2 separate regions of the Pan troglodytes genome follow, and region 2 is linked to region 1. Evidence: chromatin contacts called from public Hi-C data. All regions are on one chromosome and are shown on one strand. The core of a region is the stretch at or near the end of the contact, and the rest is flanking DNA. Distances in the headings are between cores, read along the strand shown.

The links. Hi-C and Micro-C count contacts between places; a contact is called where the count stands out from the background.
Region 2: a Hi-C map of induced pluripotent stem cells shows a contact between it and region 1, with 1.7 times the contacts expected there. The contact joins the enhancer-like site here to the promoter of RXRA in region 1. A contact is called at or near these places in 3 of 7 Hi-C or Micro-C datasets (induced pluripotent stem cells and stem cell-derived neural progenitor cells) and 1 of 1 datasets of contacts at active chromatin or transcription factors (stem cell-derived excitatory neurons).

Annotation. Positions count from the first base shown.
Region 1 is chr11:4,097,963-4,105,789 of NHGRI_mPanTro3-v2.0_pri, reverse strand. RXRA (retinoid X receptor alpha) reads left to right here and starts at 4,509. Exons shown (of 10, transcript XM_016962037.3): 1 at 4,509-4,713. The coding sequence starts at 4,686.
Region 2 is chr11:4,240,420-4,248,246 of NHGRI_mPanTro3-v2.0_pri, reverse strand. It overlaps LOC134807624 (a long non-coding RNA gene), which reads right to left and starts at 608. Exons shown (of 2, transcript XR_010148550.1): 1 at 56-608. Within about 2 kb of position 3,731, at least 2 of the 24 cell types and tissues checked have an H3K27ac peak or open chromatin away from gene starts, as enhancers often do. A contact at or near this core is called in induced pluripotent stem cells, where this site is marked.

The DNA of each region.
Region 1 (7,827 bases), core at 3,260-5,759:
TTCCCCAGCACCTTGTTTTCCAAGTCTGTTACCTATGTCCCTTCTCTCTGGACTTTGGTCTCACCTGGCACCGGCTGCTTTGGCTGGCCGACCTGTGCCATGAGAAGCGGGGAGGTGGTGTGGCTCATTGGAGGCTGGGGGCGGAGGTCGGTGGTTGTCTGGGGGCTTTCCTGGGGGTTCTGACCACTGACCTCAGCCCTGGGTCTGCGGACTGCGGTGCTGGAGTCACCACACGGTTTGGAGTCAGTCACTGCTGCTGTTGGCCTCAGTGTTTCCATCTGGGAAACGGGGAAACCGGAGTCTTGGTCAGCCGGGGTGGGGTTAGAGCGGATGGTGCCTGGCAGTGTGCAGCAGACTGGCACCTCGGAGGCAGCTTGGAAAGCTCAGGTTCCTCCTCTCCGGACTCTCAGAACTGCTCCTGCCCTTCTTTGAGCATCTGTGACCCCTTGCGGCTGGTGCTGGGATTCGGTGGGGCTCTTTGGTGGCCCCTGGAGGGAACCCACTGTCTCTTGCCTGGAGCTGCCCTGAAATCCTGGCTCTTCTTTACAAACCAGCTCCTGTCCCCTTAAGCCTCACTCACCTGGACTCTTTGGCTCACGCCACCATTCAGCTCCCCAGAGTTCTGGAAGCAAGACCCCAGCTGATGACGGAGGCAGCGGCTGGCCTTCGGAGGACCTCGCCTTTCTCTTCCCCTGCACTGCTTTGGGTTTGGGGTGTGCAGGGCCAGCCAGCTGACTGCTACCAGGGCAGACGCTGTCAATGGTGACTGCCCTGTAGGCCTGCAAACATTTTACCAGAGGCCAGACCCAGGAGCAGAGGGGTCCTCTTCTCTTCCTCCTCCTCCCCTCCTGTCCTCTCCTCTCCCCTCCCTCCTATCCTTTCTCTTCCTCTCCACTCAGCAGAACAGACTGGAGCCCAGGTGTGGACAAGTGGCTTGAGTGTTTCCCTCTAGACTGATGGAGAGACAAGCTATGACTGAGAAAGGGGGTTCGGGCTGGGACCCCTGGGCCTAGTCCCAGTTCCCTGTGGCCCTGCCGGGTGGCCCCTTGCCTCTCTGAGCTTTCGGCTCTACTTCCCAGCTCGAGTCATCATCGGTCACCACAGACAAAAGGTGTTGTCCCCAAAGGAGCCACAACGGATGTGAGAGAGAGTCCCCTTAGGCTGAGGTGCTTGGGGACAGATCGGGCCACCTTGCCCAGCAGTACCCAAGCCCTTGGCCTCCCTTGTTGGAGGCCGAGCTCCCCAAACCCCTGTGAGGTCCTGCTAGTGACCAGCTCAGGACCACAGGGAACCTCTGGAAGCAGCTTAGAGCCCCGTTGGTGTCCTGGGAACTTCTGGGAGCAGTCCACCCAGACGCCAGCTTCCTCATGCTCAGCCAGCACAGAGACCGGCCTTTAAAAATATTATTCAACAAGCAATTCCCGGGACTGTTTACAAGACTGAGCCGAGACAGGCATATGAAATAGGCCAAAGTACCTTAAAAAGTGTCCCTCAGGGAAATTAAAAAAAAAAAAAGACCCAAACAAAAAAACAAAAAAACAAAACCTTCTTAGAGCGCAGGTTGTGAATAAATGGATACTACTATAAAAATATTTTTGGCTGTAGCAGCACATGGTGGGAAGGCTGGGGTGTTTTTTTCCATGGCTGGCTCAGACCTGGCCATTTCATATGGGGCAGCTACTATCCCGGGAGGTTTCGTGTAGAATCATTTGCACCAAAAAGCTCCAAACTGAGGGGGAGGATAAAAAATAGTGGCCACAGAAATAACCAGCGGCATCGTCATTTTCCATCAAGGACCTGGTGTGTTTTCGGCAGCCAAGCACCCAGGCCCCTGCCCCATGGAAGAGAAAGGCGGGGCTGAGAGCCATTCACCGTCTGTGGGCACAGAGGCTGGATGTGAGCCCAGATCTGCAGGACTCCGGACTCCGTGCGCTTTCCACGTGGTCTCTAGAGCAGGGGATGACGCCTTCCGGTGTTTCTTAGGAACAGAGGGCCCTTCTGGAACCTTCAGCCTTCCCAAGAGGAACCCACATGGAAATCTGTCTGCATGTGCCTCCCCGACTCCAGGCACCAACAGCTCCTGAGTCTTGAGTTTTCAGGGACAAGGAGTGAGATGGGGGTGGGGTGGAGAGTCCAGCATGCCACACCGCCCACTGTTGGGAGGTGACCTCAGACACTTCAGCCCAGCCTTCCCACCATTGCCTGGCGTGTCCTGACCTGCCGTCCGCGGCCTGCTGCTCCTTCTCTCTGCAGGCCGCTGCTCAGCCGGCCCTGCTGCCTGGGCGGCCACTGCCTGACAGAACCTCCCTGCTCCAAAACCTGACTCAAGAACCAGGGATCCCAAAAGCTGCCTGAGCCCTTTGGCTGGACAGAGCCTTGCTCTCCCTGCACTGAGCATAGGCGAAGGGCCTGCCTAATTCAGCGTCATTTCATCATCATCATCATCACAATAACTGTCACACTGAGCTCGTCCTCCCGAGCGAGCGCAGACTCTCCATATTATCTCACTTAGTCATCTCAGTGACTCAGTGAGGAGGGAGTGGTTGTTCCCACTTTACAGATGAGAAAACTGAGATACAAGGAGGGAAGTGACCCAGCCAGGCCACACGGTTGGTGGGAGGTGGACCTGCAATCTGGCCCAGGCCTTGTCTATCTGGGACCCCCCCGCAACCCCCCAACCTGAGTACAGTCAGGAGGGGCCCAAGCAGTCACAGAGACAGGCCTGGAAGGCGGCGGGCACATGGCACTTGTGCAGTGTATGTTGGTGCTTACGGGGGCTCTTTCTCAGTCCTATCCTTTGTTTGCCGCCCCCCTCCCTGGCAGGAGGAACTCAGTTTTAGAAGGGCAGTGGGTTGGGCCGGCATGCCATGTGCAGTGGGGAAGTGGGTCTGTTGTGGCTGTAACCACAGTGGGTGAGGACCAGGTGTCAACAGTGGCCCTCATCCCGGAGGGAGTGGGGCAGGCTGCCTGTTGGACAGGGTGTGTGAATAGGGGGACGGGGTGGCCTTTGGTAGGGGCCCAGGGGTCAGTGAAGAGGGGGAGGGGGAGAGGGCTGCCTTGGGCTCTGGCTGTGCTGGGGGTGGGCTGCCCAACCAGGGCACTTCTGTCCCAAGTGGAACCAAGACCTCCCACCGGAACAGGCCACCGGAGCCCTCGTGGAACCCAGCTCCGGGTGGCCCGACTTGAGGGGCACCCAGGCAGCAGGACACCTCTCTGGTCTCGGGCTGTTATCTTTGGGCCGTGTCATGGCTGTCCACACGCGGTCATCACCTCCTCACCTCCCTCCCCATTAGCGTCCCCTGACCCGGGCCACCACGCGCAGCCTGCGTGAATGGTCAGTCCCTGTGCCTCGCAGCCCGGGACCTTAGGTCTAGGTGGTTAGCAAGCTCGCGGTGGGGGTGCGGAGGGAGGGCGCGGCGGGGCGCCTCGGCGCCTGCTCAGGAAGGCTGGGCTTGGCGGCGCGCAGGTAGCTCACACCCAAATCCGAATTCCAGCCGCCCGAGACGGCGGGCGGCGGGCGGCGCGCGGCGGAGGCGGCCCGAGCTGTCCCGGGGCAGGAGTGCTTCCTTTCGTTTTCAAACAAATCGTGAATTTAAAAGTCAGGCAGAGAACTACGCAGGGTATAAAAATAGCCACCGGCCACAAAGTCTGTGTCCAACTCCGGGCAGTGCCTGCCCAGCCTGGTGCCTTTGAAGAGGGGTCCCAGGAGTGCGGGTCGATGAGGAGGCGAAGCGCGCACCCCTCCTCGTTCCCGGTGGGCTCGTGGGTCTCTCCGTGGGGGTAGGGCGTGAAAGTGTGGGGTGGACCGGGGGTAGCGTCCGGAAGACGAAACCTTCCCCGGACAAGGAGCTCGTCCTCTGCCGTTGGGGCACATCGTCACTCCCGGGCCTCAGTTTCCCCACGTGTCCGCCGCGGCGGGGTGCGAGGTATGGGTGCCGCGGCCATCCCGCCCGGCACTGCGCTTGCCTGGCCCGGGCCGGGGTCCCCTCGCGGCCACCGCCCGGCCGCTTTGTGTGGCCGCGCAGACAATGGCCCGGCCGCTGGGCTCCCGGCCCGGCTCTCCGCCTCCTCCGGGCCCTTGCGCGCAAGTGTGTGTGTGCGCGAGTGTGTGCGCGAGTGTGTGGCGGGCCCGGGGAGGGAGTTCTGCTCCCGCCCTCGCCCCCGCCCCGCTCCCTCTGCGCCCCGCCCCCTCCCACGCCGCCTCCTCGCGGCTCCCGGGAACCCCTGGCGGAGGAGAACTCGCAAGTTTGCACGGCGCTCTCAACTCGGCGGCCGGGCGGGCGGCGATCGCGGGGCTGCGGCGGCGGAGGGGGGCGCGCTCCGGGCGGGGCTGGGCGGGCGGGGCGCGGGCCGAGCGGTGGCGGCGGCGCTGCGCCGAGTCAGCGCCCGTCGCGGGCCCCCCACCACCCCCCCGCCGGCGCCGCAGCGCCGCGGTCGGAGCGGGGCGCGGGCGCGCGGCGGCGGGGGCGCGGGCCGGGCGCGCGCGGCGGCGGCGCGCAGACACAAGTAGTTTACATTGTTGGGCGACTTTTGCAACAACTCGCCGCGCCGCGGCCTCCGCGCGCCGCCGCCGCCACCGCCGCCGCCGGCTCCCCGCCGCCCGGGCCCGGGCCGGCCGCGCCGGGGGCCGCCGCGCCCGCCGCCCGCTGCCTGCGCCGCCGGCCGGGCATGAGTTAGTCGCAGACATGGACACCAAACATTTCCTGCCGCTCGGTGAGTGCTCGCCGGGCCGGGCGGGGACGGGGCCGGGGGCCGGGGGCCGGCGGGCGGGAGGGGGCCGGGGGCGCGTTGGCGGCGCGCGCGGGGGGTCGCCGGCCCGGGCCCCGCTCGGACCCCTCGCCGACCTTCGCGTGAGTTCGGGCGCCGGGCCCGGGGAGGGTCGACCCGGGGCAACTTTTCGCGGGGCCCGGGCGGGGCTGGGCAGCGGGCGGGCGGCGGGGCCGGGGGGCGGGTGGCAGGTTCGCCCGGGACGAGGAGGGGTCTCCCGCTCACCGGCGGCCGCCTGCGCCCCGGCGCCCAGCTGCAGCCGCGCCGCGCAGGAACCCGGCCGGAGCGGGAGGAGCAACTTCTGCGCTCCGCGGCTCCGGCCTCCCTGGCCTGGGGACCGGGACGGCGCGCTGGGCCCCGAGCGGCCTCTGCGCCGCCCGCCCGTCGGGCTGCGGCTTCCAGCAGGCCGCTGGCCCTTGGGTGTGTGTCCGCCCAGGAAACAGACTGGGACCCTGTTATCCCCAAAGCAGCCCACGCCCGGGTGGGCAGGGGCCCCCGGGGCTGTATGAACAGAACGTCAGACCTGGGAAGGCCCCATTCCAGAAATGGGGCCCCTCACTCTGGCACCCCCGGGTGTTCTCCCAGGCTGGCTCTCCATTTGTGAGCAGGACAGCGCAGAGGCGCGTAGGGTCAATTTCCCTCCTCCTCCTGCCATCCCGCCCGGTAGCTTCCTATCCCAGACTGCCCGCCAACTCCAGGCCCAGACCTACCGAGAAGGGGGAGAGGGCATGGCTGGGGCCCCCACCCATTGCTCTCCCAGGGGTTTGGAAGCTAGTGAGAAGGGGGAGACTTTATAAATTAGCTCCGGGAAGGATATTAATTTGGTGGTGGGACGGCAGCCAGGCTGTCAGGCCGGGTGAAGGATTTGTGCTGAATGGAGAGCGAAACAGCTGATTATGAATGAAGCCCCCGCCATCCGTAGCCCCTCCTGCCCACCCTCCCTGCAGCCTGGGGTGCAGCTTGGCCACCCCAGGAGGTGCTCAGAAGCCAATGTAGCTGCAGGGATGTTTAGTGAGATGGGGCATCAAGGGGAGCCAGCATGGACCTAGCCCCTCCTGGATGTGAGGGTGAGAGTCTGAGTATCTCTGCTACTCACAGGCAGGTGTGCTGCCCCGTGACCGGGGCAGGCGGTGGGTTCCAGGTTTGTCAGACGTAACGCTTACTCCCTGCCTCTGTCATGATGGAGTGGTGGGCTCGAGGCCTTGAATGAGCTCCAGGGCTCAGCCTCCAGGGGTGGGCGCTCATGCCCATTTTGCAGATGAGAAAACTGGCTGGGAGAGGCTGAGCCCCCAGGATACAAGGTGGTGGATTTGGGATTAACACCCCCAGCTCGTGGTACTGCTGAGTGTGAGGCAGGAGGGAATGCTGCGCTGTCTGTGACCGAGTGCAGTGTGGAGTGGGCTGGGGCTGCCTTTCCCTATTAAAGCTTTGCACTCACACATGTGCACACACACATCCACACACACAGAGCTAGGCTCTCCCAGACGATTCCTCTGGAACGAGAATGCTCAGCTCAGTGTCTGGCCCCTGGACGTGGCAGGGGCCTGGCTGGTTGCACTTCAGCTGAGTACTGAGAACCGAACAGGTCCCTGTTTCTAATGCTCTGGGTGGGACAGGGATAGTCCACGGAGCTGGTGGATGTAGGGCGAGGGAGCAAGGGGTGCCCAGTCGCCATGGTGGCTTGCTGGAGTCCCTGTGAGGAGGAGAGGTCGTGCCTCCGAGCCACTGCCCCAGGGATCTCCCTGGGCACTCCCCTGCCACAAGGAAGCTAGGAGTCTTCTGTTCTCGAGCAGCAGCTCTCCCGACCGGCCCATGGCCTCCCAGGCAGCCCACGCCCCAGGGCTGAGCAGAGAGCCCTGGGCTCTGATTACATTTTATTTTTTTTCTAAGCTTGTGACCAGCTCTGAAGTCCAGAGCAGTCGAAGGTCCATTTAAGCGGCTACTTGCCTAAGCCCTTTTGTCAACACAGCCTAATCCCTCCTCGGGGTGAGTGGTGGAGGGCCTGGCTTGTCTTGGCCCGGCTGGCCGACCGGTCAGACCTGGAGCTGCTGGGGAGACTCGGCCACCCCTTACAGCTGCCCAGCCGCTTTTGGGGTCTGGGGTAGAGAGGGCTTCCTCCTCCCAGCATTCACTGCCGCTGGGCTTGGTGGGCTGGGGGAGGATCCCAGTCGGTGTCCACCGAGCCGCTCAGTGAGGGCAGGGATGAGTCCAGCGTCCAGATCTGGAAGGAAAGCAAGGCCGAGGGACTCGCCAGAGGCAGCCCCAGCTTCCTGGCCCTGCTGCCCGGGGCTGGCCGCGCTCCCACGCCTGCCGGGGAGAAGGCCCCGGCTGGCCTTATCCTGAATGGTGGGACTCAGGCGGAGTCCACAGAGTCCAAAGGTCTCAGACCACACCAGACCCCATGCGCCTGTGGAGAGACCCGGTGGCAAAGCTGTAGGCCCGCTGACCACTCTTGGAGTTGGGGCACTTGGGGGCCTGGGTGAGCTTGCAGCCTGTGTGAGGGGCTTCTGGTAACATCAGAGCCCTTGGGACCCAAAATAGAGCACATTCCGGGGCCTCCCGAAATAACAGGGTCATGTGACTCTCAGGAGGCTGGGCTTGGAGTCCCGCTCAGGCCTGACGAGGGCGTCTTTTAGCGCGGGCGCTGCCCGACGGCAGGGTGTTTGTTTTGGTAAACTCTGGAGGGGCCCTGTTTGTTGACTGGGGAGATGTCAGGGAGAGAAAAATGGCCCAGTCCGATGGTGGCCCTGGCTTGCTAGCCTCCAACCTTGCCTAGGGCTGGCTGCTGGGCCTGGACCCGAGCATGCAGCTGTGATCCTCTGCCCAGATGTGGATGGGACGAGCTGGGCCCCTAGGAAGGGCTGGTGGGGGGCGGGTGCTCTGAGTCCCTTGGGGTGTGGGGTGCAGGTTGAGCCGGCAGCCCTGGTCACACGGGCAGCTGCTGTGACTGGCTCCCGGCTCTGCCAGCACCTGGTGGTTCTTCCAGCTGTGCCTGTCCTTCAGGGCCTGTGGGGGGCTCGCCTCCACCAGGAGGCCCCTCTGACTGCCCTCTCTTGGCCC
Region 2 (7,827 bases), core at 2,482-4,981, 140 kb before region 1:
ACTAAACGACATGGAGAAAAAGTACAATAAAAACTAAAAAGAGCTCTAATCTTACCAATCAGCACGTGACGGGCACCACTGGCGTTTCTACGGAGGAGAGTCGTTGGCATTCCTGTGGGTTTTCTATTTCCCATTGGGTCCAGAGTGTGGAGCAGCTCAGGGAGGCCCTGGAAGGGCGAGGGAAGGACGCAGCGTGCCTTTTTGTGTGTTCCAAGGTTTCCTGGGACTGGAAGACTCTGTCAGTGATGTGCAGGGGGAGCAGGAGGGTCCAGATAAGGCCCTTTCGGTGCTGTGTTTCGAAGGCCCAGAGGGTTTACAATGGGATGTTTCCCTGCATGCAGATGCCTTCCCCGTCACGTCCTGGGTTCCTGAGGACCAGGCACTTTGCCCGAAGTACACAGTTACTGTGGTTTCTTTTTGCCGCCCCACCCCCCCGTCCCCAGCACTATTATGAAATGGATATTGGCCTTGAAGTAGATGGTGTCTTAGGAAGGAGAAAAAGCATTTCCCTTCCCAGTGCCTGTGGTGACCTCTGGGCAGAGTGGTAGCCGCCCTGCCTGGCAGGCCCAGGACTCCCTGGATTTCTCCGACTCTGCAGGGATGCCCCCATGGCCTCCCAGTCAAGCCTGCTCAAGGGGCTGCCGTTCCCTGCTTCTGTAGAGAGGGTGATGACCGTCTAGGGGGAGAAGACCTCTTCTTAGGGCTCAGGGGCCTCTATTAATAAAGTGACTGCTGACCCCGGACGTACGGGAGGGAGGAGGGGACGGAACGTTCCCAGGGTTGGCGTTTGGCCGGAGACACTTCTTGCCTGACCCAGCTGGCCTCCTGAGCACTCCGGTTCTGCCCTGGCCCCCGAGGCTCCGATGGGCCGGAAGCCCTGCATGGACCAAGTGCTGGGGCTCCCCTTCCTCAGGGACATAAATCTCCCTGGACTGGCTCCCTGCGAGCGTCCTGAGGGCCTGAAAGAAGGAGGGACGGAGCCTCAGGCCTACGGGACCAGGCGGGACTCAGACATAGGCCATCCACCCTCCAGGAGCTGGCTCACAGCTGTTCTGGAAACTTCTCAGGCTGCACATGGTCCGGCTCTGCCTGTAGACCCCAGAGGCAGCCCGCAAGAGGGCTCTTGCTGTAGTTCGCTCGCGTTCGGTTGTTTCCATGGGTGTTAGTGGGTGTGGGCTGGGGACAGGCAAGAGGACAAGTCCTCTCCACCGTCAGAAGCCCGGCCTGTGCTGCAGAGACAGGAGGATGTGGTGCAGGCCAGTGAGCCCAGCTTGTGTGTCTTGGTTTAGCCACTCACAGACCCCCGTGCAGTTCTCTGGGGCTGAGGTCCTCGGTACCCCAGGAGGGGAGGCAGGTGATTTTAACAAGTCATTCTAAGGACAGCACAGCTGGCAAGAGGTGGCCACTGCTGTTGCCCGGACGGACAGGTGAGAAACCCAGGGCACAGAGAGGCCACTTGCCGGCCCCACGCCACACAGGGAGTGTGGAATGACTTTGGGATAACTCCACACACACCGCGGCAGCTCCTACTTACGAGAACTTTGCCGCAACCTTGAGTGCGGGTTTTAAGCAGAAACAGAGGCCAGGCTTCAGGGACGGGTGGTGCCACCAGGAGGGGCTTTTCTGGTCTGACAGGCCGAGTGGGGCCGGGGCCTTCGGGAGGGGGGCCGGGGCCTTCGGGAGGGAGGCCGGGGCCTGCGCGGTCACCGCTGTGCCAAGGAAGAAGGCACTCCAGGCAGGGACCTGGCCCAGGCAGAGGCCCCGGGAGGGCTGCTGGTGAGGCTGTGGGGTTGGGGCTGGAGTAGGAGGTAGAATCTTCTTGGGATTGGCCCAAAAGATGTCACAGCACCAAAGTGTGGGCCAGCCTCGGGGGTCCCTCCAGGTGACATTTCAGTGCCCCAGGAGAGGCCACCTCGGAGACTTGGCCCCGCAAGGCCCTAGCGCACACTGACGGGGAGAGGCTGCCTGTTCTCCCTGCGGTAAACGCCCCGGGCGGACAGACTGGGCCGAGTCCCGTGGGCCTGGGGTCGCTTTGGTGGGTGCCCTCCCCTGCCTCGGCATTTGGACCATCCCAGAGGCTGCAGGGATTTAACTCAGGGGAGGGTGCTGGTCCCTGTAGTTGGAGCCCCGAGACCCTCCGGCCAGAGGAAGAGCCCAGCATTCCCGGCACCCATGAGAGGACCCGAATATCCCGTCTTGAATCATACCCGCTGCCTCCACGCCCCTCGCCTACCTCCCGCGCCCCTCGCCTGCCTCCCGCGCCCCTCGCCTGCCTCCCGCGCCCCTCGCCTGCCTCCCGCGCCGCGCCCCTCGCCTGCCTCCCGCGCCCTGCACCCCCGTGTACTCTGGGGCTGGGGAGCCCTGGGGAGGCTGAAGCACTTACAGAGGCTTCCCTGGGGCACCAGAGCTCGGTGAGGGTGGAGATAAGTTAGTTTAAAAAATGCCGCCAGACAGAGCACGTGGAGGCATGAGTGGTGCCAGCTTTGCCCTCTCTCGGGCCTGCCAGTCAAGACCCCTGCCCTCTGAGTGCTTGCTGCGCATGGGCTGGAACCAGGTGCCCACGTACATGATGTCTGGCCCCTGGGGGCTGCGCATTGCTTCCTCTTTGGGACTGCGGAGAAAGCAGAAGTTCAGAGAGGAGCTCCAGCTAGTAGGGAAGAGAGAAGGAATTTGCAGGCAGCTCTGTGTAACTGCAGAGCCCAGGCTAGCCCCTGCCGTCTATCAGAGAAGCAGGGTGGTGACTGATGTCTGCTGGGAGCCACAGCTCCCTCATCCCCATTGCTGCAGATGTTTGGGAAATTCTGCTCGCAGCTCTCCCTGGGGGCCTGCATGCAGAGTGGCTAAAAACTCTGAGAAGTCCTGCATGGAAGAAATCTGCAGCCCCTTGCCCACCCAGTGCTTCCCTAACTTCCGCCACCACAGAGCGGCACCCATAACCCTCCACCCCTGGTCTAGGGCTCCGCAGACACACGCTTTGAAAAGCGCTGCCCTTTAGAGAGCTGGGGGCAGGACGTGAGCTGATGGGAGTGGGAGGCGAACTCATGTCTCTCCTCTGCCTGCAGGGTCCATCCCAGGCAGGAGTGGATGGTCCCTGGGGGTCAGGTGTGGCGCTGGGCTGCTGTGAGGGGCTGCAGTCAGGCTGTCCAGATGCCGGGGACCCCAGGGCCACCCATTCCCTTCTCTGCCCCTGTTTTCTCCTCTGTAAATGGCAGGAGAAGCCGTGCCTGCTTGGTAGGGCTGTTGGGGGATGCCAGCGCCTGGTGCAGGGAGACCCTTGACCATTGGCAGCTGTGGGGGCCCTGCAGGCGGGGGCTCAGGCTTGCTGGTCTGAGAGGTCTGAGTAGGGCGGGATCCTTAGGGGAGGCAGGCCTCGTTGCTGGGGGGGTGTCCTGCCCTGCGCTAGGCCTGGTGAGAAGACGGTCCCCAACAGGCACGTGGCCTGGCCCTGTTGGAGCTTCGGGCTGGCGGGGTGGAAGAACCAGCTCTAAGCAGATGATTTCTGGATTTGAGCCATGCAGGTTCTGGGAGCTGGGGAAACTCGTTTAGGGGTGGGCAGAGCTCATTCCTGAGGAAACAGCGTGGAGGACGAGTTGGAGTTTGCCAGGGAAGAGGGGAAGGAGAGGGCTCTGGTAAGAAGAGACAGCTCTGCAAAGGCCCTGAGGCTGGGAAGAGCAGCCGCTCCCCAAGGACAGCTAGGCGGGGGCGGGGCCCAGGCGGGGGCGGGGCCCAGGCGGGGGCGGGGCCAGGGAGGAGGAAGGTCATGGGGTCAGATTCCACAGGACCCAGCTTTCTCCCTTCCCTGAGAGGTGGTTTGGGCAGAGGTGGGCAGCATGGAGGCGGTGGCCCAGGGAGTCCCTGTGGTTGCCCGGGTGGAGTGTGGGGCTGGCCTGCCCCGGTGGGGACATACGCGCTCCAGGCACCCAGCAGCCCTCACCCAGCCCATCCGTCTTGCCCCGGGCCCCCCGGGTGCTGCCGTCTGGAGGGTGCTGTGTCTGGGCCTTGCCCCGGGGAGGTGGCCAGCCCAGATCCTCTGCAAACAGCTCGCCCCTCCCAGCTGCCCCCATCCCCTACCGTGCCATCCAGAGGGCACAAGCAGGGGGCCTCATGGCAAAGGTGGCACCAAGGGGCTTCAAATTCACAGCTGAGGGATGGCAGGGGAGAAGGAGAGGGCTCCAGGTGGGGGCGACAGGAGTGAAGGTGAGAGAGGAGGCGTGCCCGGGCATGGCATGGATGCCCACCAGGCATGGGGGTTGCCGTGTGAGTGTGCTCTGCCCACCGGTGGGTAGGGGCAAAGCACACTTCTGTGCCAGGGCATCTCCATGGGCCGGCGGTGTGCCTGGCCTCTGGGGAGGCTGAAATGGCCCAGCCAGCCACAGCCAAGGGCCCTGCCAGGTGGGGCAACTGCCTGGGCACTGACCCTCCCAATGCCCCTTTCAGTTTGGTGCCACTGGCCTCATTTCAGATGAAGCAACGTCTCCTTAGAGAGGCACATGCACCCCCAGTGTCTCCCAGCCAGGCCCTCTTCTCTGCGTGGGGTCCGTGGTGAAGACGGGAATGGAGGGGGCTGGCGGCCAGGTCAAAGCTGTCCGCACACACAGTGCCTTGGCCCGGAAGATCCTGCCGTCGGCCCTTCTCGTTAGCAAACAGGCCCGCAGCCCTCTGCCACTGCCAGTCCGTGTGGCTGCCCGGCTCCCTGCAGGGCGCCCTCGCCGGCTGACGGATACCCGCGTGCTCTCATTTCTTCCTGCCCGGGTCTCCTATTTATTTAGCCTGGAGTAACCCCTGCTGTTGCCTCTGCTCAGCTGGGAGCTAGCATCCTCTGTGCTTGGCCCTGCAACCTTGGGATTCTAGTCCCCGTGTTCCTCTGTCTTTCCAGGCTCTTGTCCAGTGTGGGCCCAAGGGACCCATCGTTCAGGCTGCGGTGTGGACTGAGCACCCGGGGCCGGTGCTGCTGAGTGTTGAGCTCTCTCCCCTGCTTCCTGTTTCCTCCCCTGCAAACTGGGGTGAGCCCACCTCTCTGGAGGGGCCAGGCTAGGAGCAGACAAGGCCCTGTGTGCACAGTTTGAATGACACCAGCACACACCGTGGGCGCTGGAGAAGACCAGATGAGGTGATCCGCAGGTGTGGGCTCCTGGAGGGGCCAGGTGCGTGCTGCGGATGGTTTTGTCTGAGCTGAGAGCGCATTTCAGGTTTCTAGGGAGGCCAGGAAGCCCTCAGGAGGGGCTGTCCGGATGTCCCACACTGGGAAGAGGTGGCATGGATGGGCATGGCTTCTAGAAGGAGGAGTCTGGGGGCGAGCATGTGAACAGGTTAGGAAACTGCAGAGCTCAGGAAGCAGCCTAGCAGGTGCCAGTTTAGTAGGTGTAAAGAGATGTCTTTGTCCTTTTAATTGTTACATTTGGAGCTTTGTGCAGTCACACATTTGACGGACTTGTTGGCTGCATTGTGTGAGTTGGTGATCCTGGCCATAGCCTGTTGTTTTTCCTAATGGGATAGCCGTCTTTCTTAAACGCATCTGCAGGAGCTCTTTATATTAATAATATAAAATCTTTTTCAATTGCGTGGATTCCAAATGTTTTCCCAAGATCATCTTTGTCCTTTAGTTTTGTCTTGGGCTACATAATTTACATTTGCAGTTGAACTTTCACTCTTTCCTTGGTGGTGGTCTCGAGGGTGTGTGTGTTGGGTGGTTTGAAGGGTGAGGCCTGGGAGGGGGGCGCTGGGACAGTGGCCCCAGGCCAGGTGCGGTCATGGCGTGGCTGGGGCTGGGGGTTGGCTGCCCTTTGAGGCTCTGCTCTGCGCTCTTGGACACTTTCTGGCTATGGGTTGCGTGTTGGTCCGATGAACTCTTCCTGGAAGTGCGTTTCGTGGTAGGATGGTTCAGGGTCACCCCCGTTGGCTCCTGTCAGCCTAAACAGGACATTCTGTTGCAGTAACACAAATTATGCTTTGTTTGTTGGAAAATCGGCAAGATATGCAAGTGTGTGTGTGAGCTTGTGCAAGGAAATGGGGCAAGAGTCACCCAATTAGCAGTTTTAAAACGCTCATCCTTAAAAATCCACTTCCTTTCGCATCTGAGGGGCTGGGCGCCTCGCCCAGGGCTCAGCTCTCTGGTGTCATGGGAAGTCCTTCTGAGGGGGTCACAGTGAGCACGAGGGGAGCTAGCCCAGGGCAGCAGCCCACGAGCATCCAAGGCAGACAGGACCCTGGATCCCCATGCCTCTGTTCCCCCTGACCTAGCCCCCCTGCCCCCAAAAAAGCAGGCAAGCCAGGGGCTCCCTGAGCTTTTCCAGTGCATTCCATCAAGGGGCATGGAGGTCACGTTTGCTCTGGACAAGGTCACATCTGAATGGTGCCAGAAACCTGCTTCCTAGCACAGTGTTCTGGCTGGTGGGCACTGCTGAGGCTTCTCTTCAGACCCATTTTACAGATGGGCATGCTGAGGTCAGGTAATGGGGCCAACGTGCCTGACACCCAGAGCAGGCCTGGGAGTGGGAGGCCCAGGCAGGGCAGGAATCCCTTCTGCTCCTGCCCCAGTGCTTTCTGCCCCACCGTCACAGGACTGCGGGGAAAACAGCGAGATGCAGGTCCTGCCATCTATCGGCAGCCTAAGAAGAGGCCGGGGAGCCGACCTCTGCCTGTGGAGGAACCCCGACTTCCCACTACTGAAATGAGGTTGGTTTGGCCGGGCGCAGTGGCTCACGCCTGTAATCCTGGCACTTTGGGATGCTGAGGCGGGCGGATCACGAAGTCAGGAGTTCAAGACCAGCCTGGCCAACATGGTGAAACCTCGTGTCTACTAAAAATACAAAAATCAGCTGGGCGTGGTGGCAGGCACCTGTAATCCCAGCTACTCAGGAGGCTGAGGCAGGAGAATCACTTGAAACCGGAAGGTGGAGGTTGCAGTGTGCCAAGATTGTGCCACTGCACTCTAGCCTGGGGGAAAGGGCAAAACTCTGTCTTTAAAAAAAAAAAAAATGAAGTTGGTCCCTGTTCCCAGTTTCTGCCTCCGTGGGATGGGACAGAGCTTCTGGGATAGGGTCGCAGATACTGAGAACATAGTCGCTGGCACCCAGCAGGTGCTTGGTTGGTGGTGACGATGCTGTAGGACAGGCGAGGGATGCATTTGTACATGTTGATTGTTCTAACGTGAATGCCTCCTGGAAGATGGCGCCGGGACTCTCTGCCTGGAGAGGGAGGAGTGATTTGATGGTTTTCCTGATGCACCTATCCGGCAAGTGCCCTCCTTCCCAGATGTGCAAAGCTTCAGCCATCTGGAAAGTGGTCAGTTGGCCAGCCCCCTCAGGATGCGCTGGAGCCAGTCCACCTTGCACCTCCCAACCACCCACCTGGGTGACGAGGATCGTGGCCAGGCCCAGGCCCTTGGACTCCTGAGGACCAGGAAACTTGGAATGGAGGACCCGCCCTGGGGTCCTGAGGCCTGGTAGCAAGTCCTGGCTCCATCTTTCTCCAGCTGGGCGATCCCTTGTCAGAGCCTCAGTGTTCCCATCCATAAAATGGGCCTGATGAACACTGTCTGTGTGTTCCACTCCCTTAATGAGAACCGTGAATGGCAGTGTCAGTTTCTGAGGTCACCTTTTAGGTGCCATCCAAATGCAGAGCCTTCTGACCCCGAGTGTTTGTCCTGTCCCTCCTGTGGGTCCACAGCTCCTTCTTGCCTGCTGCCTCCTGGTCCTCCCAGGTCCCCGGGGAGGTCACAGACGCTCCTCCAGCTGTCTGCAGAGTCTGGGTCTTGGATTATGGAAGCTTGGGGTGGCCGTCTGGGAGGACACGCTGGCTCCCATACCCACGTGGCTGCCTTATTTC